Regions from separate parts of the Mus musculus genome. Here regions 1 and 2 are each linked to region 3. A link is a contact called in public promoter capture Hi-C data. All regions are on one chromosome and are shown on one strand. The core of a region is the stretch at or near the end of the contact, and the rest is flanking DNA. Distances in the headings are between cores, read along the strand shown. Region 1 holds the start of Gatad2b (GATA zinc finger domain containing 2B). Region 2 holds the start of Rps27 (ribosomal protein S27). Region 3 holds the start of Cks1b (CDC28 protein kinase 1b).

Region 1 (3,277 bases), core at 554-3,053, 870 kb before region 3:
GCACCAAAAATCAAAAGTGGTCATCAGACTTCAAGAAAGAATGTAAGCCCATGTATCAAAGAAAAAGCAATAAAGAAATCACTCAACTCTCAAACAGGATAATCAACAACTTACAGACACTAATACAGAGGCCAAAAAACTTCAGTCATGGCTGTAGTAAAGATAAGATGGTTGGAGGACAGAGGTGGAAGGGGAAGATTTCTTCTTATTTTCATCTGTGCCACATTCATCTGTTGTCTATTTAAATTATAATTTCTGGAAAAGGAACGGCTCCAAAAAACTACAAAAGCTCTTCTCCAATCCACATGGATCAAAAACCTACTTTTACTCCAACTTCAAGCACTATTTCAAATCTTGCTGGGTAGGCATGAAAACACTGCCTCTCTTTGCTAAAAGATGATTTAATTTATATTATTCCCACCTCTGAAGCACACACACAAAAGCCCTTCAAGTAACTACCAGATGAGAACACTGGTTCTCTCCAGAAGAGAACAGGGAAACACTGCTAACTTCAGCATCCACATGCTACCTACCCACCAGTAAAGCCGCCACCTCCATCTCAGGACCAGTCCTTACGAAGGAACATCTTATGCTTAGAGTGAATCTGGTGCTGGGGATGAACTCAAAGAGGGCACCATACCTTTATAGAGCGGGGAAGCTGTCCGGGACAGCGATTAACACCTAAATCTCTTCATTCACAGGAGTAACTAGCTCCTTCAGGTAACTGAGCCCAAGGAGGCAAAAAGTACTCTAAGTCCCGACTTGGTCCGGAAGAGTAAGTTCTAGTTCCATCAACCCTCAAGAAGTGAACTGGGAAACAGATCCAGCGAATCCCAGAAGCCCAGCTGAGAAAATGGGTGGTTTAGTTGCTACACGAGGTAAGTAACCCACGCAAGTCAAGACAATTCCCTTTTCTTACGGAGGGCAAGGGAACGATGGACGACGAAATAAAGGGGTAAGGTTCTGCACTCCTGAGCCTGTCCCCCCCCCCAATAAAGATAATTATCCAGTGCTTCCTCCACCCTTAAGGATCCCCTTTTCGTCCTATCCGCCGTCAAACATAGGACTCAGTGCAGGGAGCGGCCCCCGCACCCCGAGGGCACTACTGGGGGCGGAGAGTTAAAAACACGGAGAGGAGGACGCTCCGGAGAAGAGGGGAGCATGGCGGGCATGAGGTACTGAGTGAAAAGGGGGATGGCGAGGGAAACGGGGAGCGAGGGAGGGGAGAAAGAGTAAAAAGCGAAGACACGAAGGGACACCAGCCGGGTCGCGCGAGGCCTAAGTGAAAGACCAGGGCGCGCGCGCGGGGGGGAGGGGAAGAGGTGAAGGGGAGCGCGAGGCGGGGGCGCGCGGGCCGGGCTGGGGGAGGGGACGCCAGGCGGGGGCGCGCGGGCGGGCGTCGGCTCGCGGGCGCTTCCCCTCCCCCCGCCCTCCACCTTTCCCCTCCCCCACCGCCGCCTTCTCGCAGCCTCGCTCCCTCCGTCGCTCCTCACCGCCCCCGGGCGGGCTGGCGGGCTGGCGGGCTGGCGGCCAGGCTGGCCTAGGCCAGAGCTCCTCACCTGGCAGCGGCGGCGGAACTCCCGACCAGGTCGCTTCCTCAGGCGGCTGTGAAGGCGTCGAAAAAGGAGGCGGCGACGGCACAGTGGGATCCAGACCCCACTGGCGGGTCCGGGAGCGGGGGTGGGGGAGGGGGCGGGCCGGGTCGGGGAGGGCGGGCGGGCGGAGCAGACACTGCGGTACAGACAGGGGCAGCAGCGGCGGCGGCGGCTGCACCGGCGGCGGCGGCACCACACAAACAAGGACGCTGATTGGGCAGCTGCCAAGCGCCTTGACTCCGCCTTAACCACACGCCACGACGGCCATTGGAGGAACTTAGCCGGCTACCCGCCCTCCTCTTCTTGCTCCTACCAATTGAAAGCGGGATACCAAGACTTCACCCCACCCTTGAGGAATGGGTGGCTGGAGAAGTAGTGATTGGCGTTAAGAAAATCCAATCATAAATGGAGAAGGGGGATGGTCTAGCGGGGGCGCGTTAATGGGTACCTCGGCCAGTCCCAGACACATCCGGGTCTTCGACAGCCCATTAAGTGTCGGGGGTCAAAAAATCGCTTCAGGCTGCAGCTTTACCTTGTAGACGTTTTGGTCCCCTGGCAGCCGCCGTACCACCTAGTCTCTTAAAACCGGGATTCTCCTTTGACAGGCTCTCATTCTTTCTCGTCTAAAGATGGAGACCGGGAACGGCGCTGGGCTCTGTGTTTGGGTGGGTGGTGTTTCATCGCGACAGAATCCATGAATTTAAGGACAGGACTAGCTTTAGGAGCTCTGGCCTTGTCTTTCTGGGGTGTGGCCTGCCCCGTTCTGCCCAAGGCCTTGGGACTCGTGTGTTAATTTACTTCTGACCGGTCCTTTCCTGGTTGTACCGTAACAGCACAAAGAAAAAACAAACAATTAGCTAAATGTACTGAATTTATGGTGTATACTCTGGGATCTGGTCTTTTTCTGTTCACAGTGAGGATACAGCTTCCCACCCCACCCTATTGCACTAGCTAAGTCAAGGCCCGGGTTCTTTTGCTAGCCTGGCTATCTCCTACTTCCTCCAAGAGGTTAGACCCGCCTACATTCTACGTTTCTAGAACACCATGAATATTCTTTCTGAGCGCCCTAGAAATGAGAACTAATTATCACAAAAATAAACACATTGAAAGAATAATAACTTTTTGGGGGAACAAGAACAATGAATTCTTACTCTCTGTGAGGCAAGTACTGGCCATCCTATCTTACAGATGAGGACAATAAGGTATCGATTAAAAGACAAAGTTACACATGTGACAGACTTGAGATTTTAACCCATGTGTACTAAGGAACAGGGTCAGATTAAGCAACTTGCCAAAGGTAGACAGCAACTGAGCAATGATTAAAAGTCAGATCTAACTAGTGCCAGAGACAGTAGAGAAGACATTTTTTCAAATCACTATGGAAATAAAATTGTAAGCCTGACATGATGGTGCACAAATGTAACTTCACCACTGGGATGCTGAGGTCACAGGTTAGCCAAGGCTAGATATGAAGATGTTTCAGATTCCTTTAAAGGGGGGCTGAAGAGATGGTTCAATAGTTAAGCACTTGTTGCTCCTCAGAGGACCCAGGTACCTATCTGTAATTCCAGTTCAAGGGCTCCATAGCACCCCTCTGACTTCCCTGAGCACCAGGGGCTCCTACAGTGCATACACATTCATGCAAGGAAAACACAGTTTGTAAATACCTAAAAATTAATTTG
Region 2 (3,283 bases), core at 50-2,549, 800 kb before region 3:
AACTCAGAAATCCGCCTGCCTCTGCCTCCCAGGTGCTGGGATTAAAGGCGTGCACCACCACACCTGGCCATGAATTTCATTTTTAAACCTAGAATCTATTTCCCAAGATATCTCTGCCATGTATATTGCCAAAATCCAAAATCAACATGCATTCATTTAAGCATGGACTATTTATTTATTATTTTATTTATAGACACTTGAATTCAGAGATCCACCTGCCTCTGTGTTGAGCAGCAAACACACAAATTTGTACAATGTGGTAATGGTTACAGCAGCTCCATAGTTAAATAACATACTTTTTGTTTTGATTTGGTTTTTAGAGACATCTCTTGTAGTTCTGGCTGTCCTACAACTTGCTAGATCAGGCTGGCCAGAACTCAGTCTCTTCCATGCTTTGCCAGAATGCAGTGATAAAGGTGTGACCAACCTCGTCTGGCCTTTAATTAGCACTTTAAAAGCAATGCACGTGTCAAGTGGTGTAAGGATATTTGATTTTATTCCTCAAAGGTAAAGAATTGTAAGAATACAAAGTCGGGCTCTATCTTTAGCACTGGAAAACAGCAGCAACAACAAAACAATAAAGGTAAACAATAGGGTTAGCTGCAGTGGAGCAAATATGAACAGGATTTGATTTTGTTGTTTTTTCAGACAGGGTCTCCTGTAGTCCACTCAGACCTCAAACTTGCTAGGAAGCCCAGTGCCTAGAATGATTTTGAACTCCTCGTCCTCCCGCTTCATCCTCTGAAGTTCTGAGATTCCAGCCTTGAGCCACTGACAGCACCACTGCGCCCTGCCCAGTTTACGCTTTGCACATTCTTAGCACGCACTCTACCTACCAGCGTAGTACACCCCCAGCTTCAAGCAGGTATCTCATTTTTTAAAAAAAAAAACCTATTTACGTCTAGAATTATTAATCAGCGTAAATCAAACCAACTGGAAAATGGTAAAGACTATCAATAACTAAAAATGTCATGGATAAAAGCTTCTCGCTGGTGTTCACCTGTGATGTTCCCATCACACTCCAGCTGTCAAAGCGTAGTCGGAAACTACGTGAGAAAAAAGTATCCATTTTTCTCGCCACAGCAGCTAAATTCTGAACTCAAAATAGAAGCTAACTCTCTCACCATGGCTACGCGCCCGCGACGCGAGGAGCCTTTACGGACCTTCTACAAATGGCAGTCAACGGGCATTCCGTTGCATTCGAACAGAGTAGAAGACCTTCCGAAGATGGCGAAGCAACACGGCTCGTCACTTCCTGTCCCATATCAGATATAAGGAACAGGATTTCCGCTTTCGCTCCTTTCCGGCGGTGACGACCTCCCTACGAGAACATGCCTGTGAGTTCCTTGGTCCAGGTTTCGACAGAGAACTCGCTCTTGGGTCCGCACGGTCCTCTTGCGCTAATTGCGGGTCCTACAGGGTCCACATGTGCGCTCTGCGTCTCTTAGGACAGTAACCAGAGCCGCGGCGGCCCACGGGTCAGCCGCGTAGACGGGAGCGGAGAGGAGATAAGATGGCGGCCCAGCTACGCAGACACCAGGGGCGGCGAGGGGCGAGTTCTCCTCGGTGTGTGCCAGTGGGGGCTCTTTCCCATCATCTCTTTCCTCCATTACCTTCTAAGTCTTTGCATTTCTGCCCCTTTTAGCTCGCAAAGGATCTCCTTCATCCCTCTCCAGAAGAGGAGAAGAGGAAACACAAGAAAAAGCGCCTGGTGCAGAGCCCCAATTCCTACTTTATGGACGTGAAATGCCCAGGTAAGGAAGTGGTTTTCAGCTGTGCGGGAAAACTAAACTGTACTAATGGTTGTAACTTAATTTTTGATTTTATTACGAGTTCAGAAGTGGTAACTTGGAGAGGAATAAAAGAAGTTAACATTTTTCTTCTCTTTTTTTTTCTTCCCAGGATGCTATAAAATCACCACGGTCTTTAGCCATGCACAAACGGTAGTCTTGTGTGTTGGCTGCTCCACTGTCCTCTGTCAGCCTACAGGTGGAAAAGCAAGGCTGACAGAAGGTGAGTGGTCTCAGTGTTGGGGTTTTGTTTGGCTTTGGGGTCCTAAGGTGAAAGGCTGAGTAGAATGCAAGGCTTCCGGCTGGTAAAGCCAGCTGCACTCCTGTTAGGAAGGTTTAGCACTCTGCAGATGAGGCAGGGTCAGTGGCAGGCAGAAGTAACGTTTGCATCTTTTTCTTCCAGGATGCTCCTTCAGGAGGAAGCAGCACTGAAAGCCCCTGATTGAAGATGAGTGGGAACCTTCCCAATAAACACGTTTTGGATATATAATGTTTGTCTTGTTTAACTGGTAGCAAGTGGTGCCTCACATATCCCAGGGCAAACAGAAGAGTGGTCCCTTTGGGGTCAAGTAAGTGGCCAAACACCTAGAGTCCATTGGGGGCATTTTTATCTAGATTCACTGTATAAATCTTAGACCATGGTTTAAAACTGGTGATAGTGTATAATTGGGCTTACTCTTCTATGTCTTTTTGGTAGTAACTTTTAGCAATGGTTATTGGAAACATTGTGTCATACAAAGGTGTGTGACAGTGGGGACTGTCTTTATTTAGGGATAATGGTACCCAGGCTGCTTTAATCCCAGTGCCTGAGAAGCAGAGGGTTACTGTTTTTCTGTGTGTTGTTGAGATGGCCTTAGGTAGCTTCAAGTGTATGTGACAGGATACCTGTCAAGTGATGGCATTGTAGGTGTGTACTGCTGTTGCGGTTTTTGTGGTGCTAGGAACAGACAGACACCGAGGGCTTCGGGAATCCAGCCTCAGAAATGTAATCTTTACACACGTGACTTAACCACCTAGGAGCTTTTATTTATACTTACTACAAACTTGATCTGGAGGTTTAGTTTTGTAGTTAGCTACTAAACTTGTGCAGGATTAGGCATCTCCAGTCCTCTACAGTTAGAGGGACGCTGACTACTAGGTTAGTGTTTTATACTCCATAACCAGTGTTGTAGCCGACTCTGCACTAGTGGTGGCCGTGAGCTCAGGAAGTGAGGGGGGGAACATGTGGCCGTGTAAGAACCTAGGAGAAAAAAAAAAGCGAGACAATCAAGGTGGTAACTTGGAGACGGACATATCTGAACTTGCGGAGTGAGGGCAGGTCTTTACCTGGCTGAGTTGTTCCTGTTGTTGGCACATAAACAACTGGAATAGTCTGAACCTTGTTCAGGAAGGCATTGTGTGCTGGAGAAAGGAAATGCCACAAAAAGGGCTTATGTGATTGTGCGCTTGCGGAAAGGCCTCAAAGATTACAGTCCATTCAGAAGTGAGATTTA
Region 3 (3,237 bases), core at 603-3,102:
TTCAGCAGCACTTAAAGCAGTTTAAATACCACCCTTCATTCTCTCCCCTGTGCTTAGTCCCCATCCCAGGAAAGCTGTTACTGAATACCACATCTCTTCCTGAAAAGAAATTCTGTCATTCTGTTTGCTAAGACCTCAGCTCTTACACTCCCAATCACACAAACACACCATGGTGTCATCTTGAGAGATGGCTCTTCCTGGGAGCTTTCATATCGGAAGGCCAGGGATGAGCAAGAGGTGCCCGCATTTGGAAGAAAAAGTCAACACGAGCCTTTAAGTTTGCTTAGAGATTGCCTCCTGCACCCAAGGCTAGGTAGTAAGGGCAGGAGAAAAGCCGCGTTAAACACCTCGGCACAGCAGGGAGGAAGCTGGAGGGGCAGGAAATAGCAGGAAATGGCGAAAGCCTCAGGAATGTTTCCAGCAGGGAAGGTTAGGCAAGTGGGGCCAGGATGAATGCCAAACTAGAATATCTGGATAGGGGGAGGGGTCTTGTAAAAACAGCGGAAAGGACGAGAACCTCTACTCCTGTCTCCAAAACAGTTTTTCTTTTGACAGCAGGAAAACTTTGACTCCCGTTAGGCTCACACAAACCAATGCTTAGTCCAATCCAGGCATGGGAAGGTGCCATCTATGGCTGTCTTTGGGATGGGGTCTCAAAGGAGTCAAGAGTCTCCTTTCCTTCATCCACTCTCCAGCTGTAAACGAAATTCAGTCCCTTCGACTTAATTCACTCTCGAAGGTTACGGGGGTGGGCGAAGAGGGGAGAGGGGCGACGCTGCTAATAAGCTCACTCCTTACAACCACAAATTTCAACCCCCCACCTTATGGAGCACCAGAGCTCAGGAGAATTAAGCCCAAAGCTTAAAACAAGGAGAGGGATATAGAAGCGGATGAAACGTCAGGCATTTAAGACCTGGGTTTTGCGGCACTGACCCAAGCCCAAGAGGAAGGAGAATCCTGAGGGGACAAGGTCCCTAAACAGGGAGTACGGCACATTCCCAGGATCGGACGTGGACAGTGGAAGGGGCGGGTCCCAAAGGGGCGGGGTCCCAAAGAGGCGTCACTTCTACAAAGTCACATCGGTCTTTCAAAAGCACGGTTTTCCCTCTTTTGGAAGCCAGGCAATGGATAGACTGGGTTCAACCGAGAATCCTGAAGAGGCAGACTCAGAGAGAGAACAAGGAAGACTAATCATATGGTGCTGGGAAACACGTCTGGGGGTGCGATTCCCAGGAAAGTAAGACCACAGGGTGTGGTCGCGATCATAAGAGACAAGTCGGGGTTCAGGGAGCCCCTTGAAGTAGGAAGGTGGGACTTCCGGAGAGGGGTCTCGGGGGCGGGACTTATACAGCAAGACCGGAAGTAGGGTCCTGGGAGAGGGGTTCCGGGGTGGAAGAGGAGTTGGTCGCCACAGAAAGAAAGTCTAGACTTACCAGGGTCTCATGGAGTCTCCGCACCGCACCGCGGGCCGATCTGGTTCCGGATCACGCAACTGTCTGCTTAAGTCACCGCCCCAACTTTCACCCCAGCCTGGGCCTCCCCAGACAAACTTTATTACACTCACTTCCGGCCTCACTAACCCCTGACCCCCTACCTCGCTGTCCCTCCTTTACCCGTCTGCTTTCCAAAGTTGGCCAATGGCTGCGCCAGCAGGCTCAAGGGGCGCAGTGAGAGCCAATGAGAATCCTAGTTTGACCCAGCTCATTCTTCAGAAACCTGAGCACAGCACTCCATTTACGACTTGAAGAGACGCCAAAGCAAGCCAATCGAGGACTTCAAAATGGAGCTGTCCCGCCTTCGGCCGCAGAGACCAATAGGAAGTGCGGGCGGTGTGTTTGAAAGCGAGGCCAAAGAGGGTGGGAGCGCGTGCTGCTGGGAGTTGTCTGGAGGCCTGCGGCGCGGGGCTGAGCGCCCTCGGACAGAGCAATCATGTCCCACAAACAAATCTACTATTCGGACAAATACGACGACGAGGAGTTCGAATACCGGTTAGTGCCGGCGCGGGGACTACAGACAAAAGAGAGCACGCGAGGAGTTAGTTACCTAGGCCGGAGTGGGAGGCGGGGGATGGGGGCGGGGGACAGTGTAGAACGGGCGCGTGCGCAAGGAATTACCGGGGAGTGGGGTGGGGGTGGGATTGGGTACAGCAGCAAAGCACATGCGCAAAAGGTGGACGGAGGATGTAAAACAATGAAAGGGAACTTAGAGTTGGCCGGCTGTTAAATTGAAGCGTCTTGTAGCTCTGATCAGTTTTACCTCTGGGAATTCACATCACTAAAGCAACTTTGTTGTGGCGATTTCCCTAATAGGAACTGCTCGCGTTACTGAAATCTCAAAGTCTGCTGGGAGAAAGAAGGTAGCCCGTGCAGAACTGAAAGTTTCATGCTCTTGATGAAAGGACGGTTCTAAGAGAGCCTCAGTGTTGGTGGTTTTTAGTTTATAAAAAAGATGAGTAGTTGTCAGCCTTGTTTTAGATAGGCTTTTACAGGACTTGGAGTGGCATGAAGACTGTGGCCGTGGGTAGATACCTTTCAAATACTTGATCATTCATGGCGCGCATAGAGGTTTCAAGTGTTTTCTGTTAAGGTGCAAGATAAGCTGGTACGGTAGCTCACATCTTTAATCTCAGCATTCTGGAAGCTGAGGCTGCAGGATTGTCATAGGGTCCAGCCCAGATCACACTACAGATGGAACCTTGTCTCAAGTGTAAAGTACTCAGCTGTTTTCCACGTCTGTAACAATGTTACACTTACAGCATTTGCATGGCTGGAGAAATGAGTGGCTTCATCTCTGGGAAGCTGTAACTCCAGCTTAGCCTTGGCATTTTTGTTTAAAGGAGGGGTTTGTTTGGGTTTCTTTTTTTTTTTTCTTTTTTTTCTTTTTTTTCTTTTTTTTTTTTTTTTTTTGGTTCTGTGTATCGAAGTCACAGTTAGAATGGAAGCTCTTTTCTGACATTTGGACAACAATGGGGTGGGGCTCTTGTTATTATCACAAAGGAAGAAGCATTTAGTACATCTTCACTGAGCATGATAAAGTAAATCTACTTGGGGTAGCCTGAGTCAAGTCAGGTAATTTTTTGCCATAAACTTATGTTTGGGAAAGCTTGGGATTTTCCAAGTATCATAGCACATCCCTTAGAAGTATGAACATTTGCATGTTTGTCTTCATACCTGTTCCGTAAAAGGCCTTTCCACACAGTCCTAGAGTAGGTAACCAGCTAGAGGCCTGTGAGGCCTG

Evidence for each region. Promoter capture Hi-C pulls out the DNA fragments that hold promoters and counts their contacts.
Region 1: a contact with region 3 is called in a promoter capture Hi-C map of pre-B cells, with 2.6 times the contacts expected there. The contact joins the promoter of Gatad2b here to the promoter of Cks1b in region 3. A contact is called at or near these places in 1 of 39 promoter capture datasets (pre-B cells) and 1 of 9 other capture datasets (pancreatic islet).
Region 2: a promoter capture Hi-C map of second pharyngeal arch cranial neural crest shows a contact between it and region 3. The contact joins the promoter of Rps27 here to the promoter of Cks1b in region 3. A contact is called at or near these places in 8 of 39 promoter capture datasets (cranial neural crest, embryonic stem cells, erythroid cells and 5 more) and 3 of 115 datasets of contacts at active chromatin or transcription factors (bone marrow-derived macrophages, extraembryonic endoderm stem cells and memory CD8 T cells).

Annotation. Positions count from the first base shown.
Region 1 is chr3:90,291,707-90,294,983 of GRCm38.p6, reverse strand. It overlaps Gatad2b (GATA zinc finger domain containing 2B), which reads right to left and starts at 1,803. Exons shown (of 11, transcript NM_139304.3): 1 at 1,560-1,803.
Region 2 is chr3:90,211,664-90,214,946 of GRCm38.p6, reverse strand. Rps27 (ribosomal protein S27) reads left to right here and starts at 1,299. Exons shown (of 4, transcript NM_027015.4): 1 at 1,299-1,337; 2 at 1,646-1,754; 3 at 1,903-2,013; 4 at 2,194-2,280. The coding sequence starts at 1,332. The coding sequence ends at 2,222. It overlaps Nup210l (nucleoporin 210-like), which reads right to left. Exons shown (of 40, transcript NM_029937.2): 39 at 3,117-3,191; 40 at 2,796-3,030. The coding sequence ends at 2,930. It also overlaps a transcript of Rab13 not described here.
Region 3 is chr3:89,416,906-89,420,142 of GRCm38.p6, reverse strand. Cks1b (CDC28 protein kinase 1b) reads left to right here and starts at 1,852. Exons shown (of 3, transcript NM_016904.1): 1 at 1,852-1,988. The coding sequence starts at 1,930. It also overlaps a transcript of Shc1 not described here.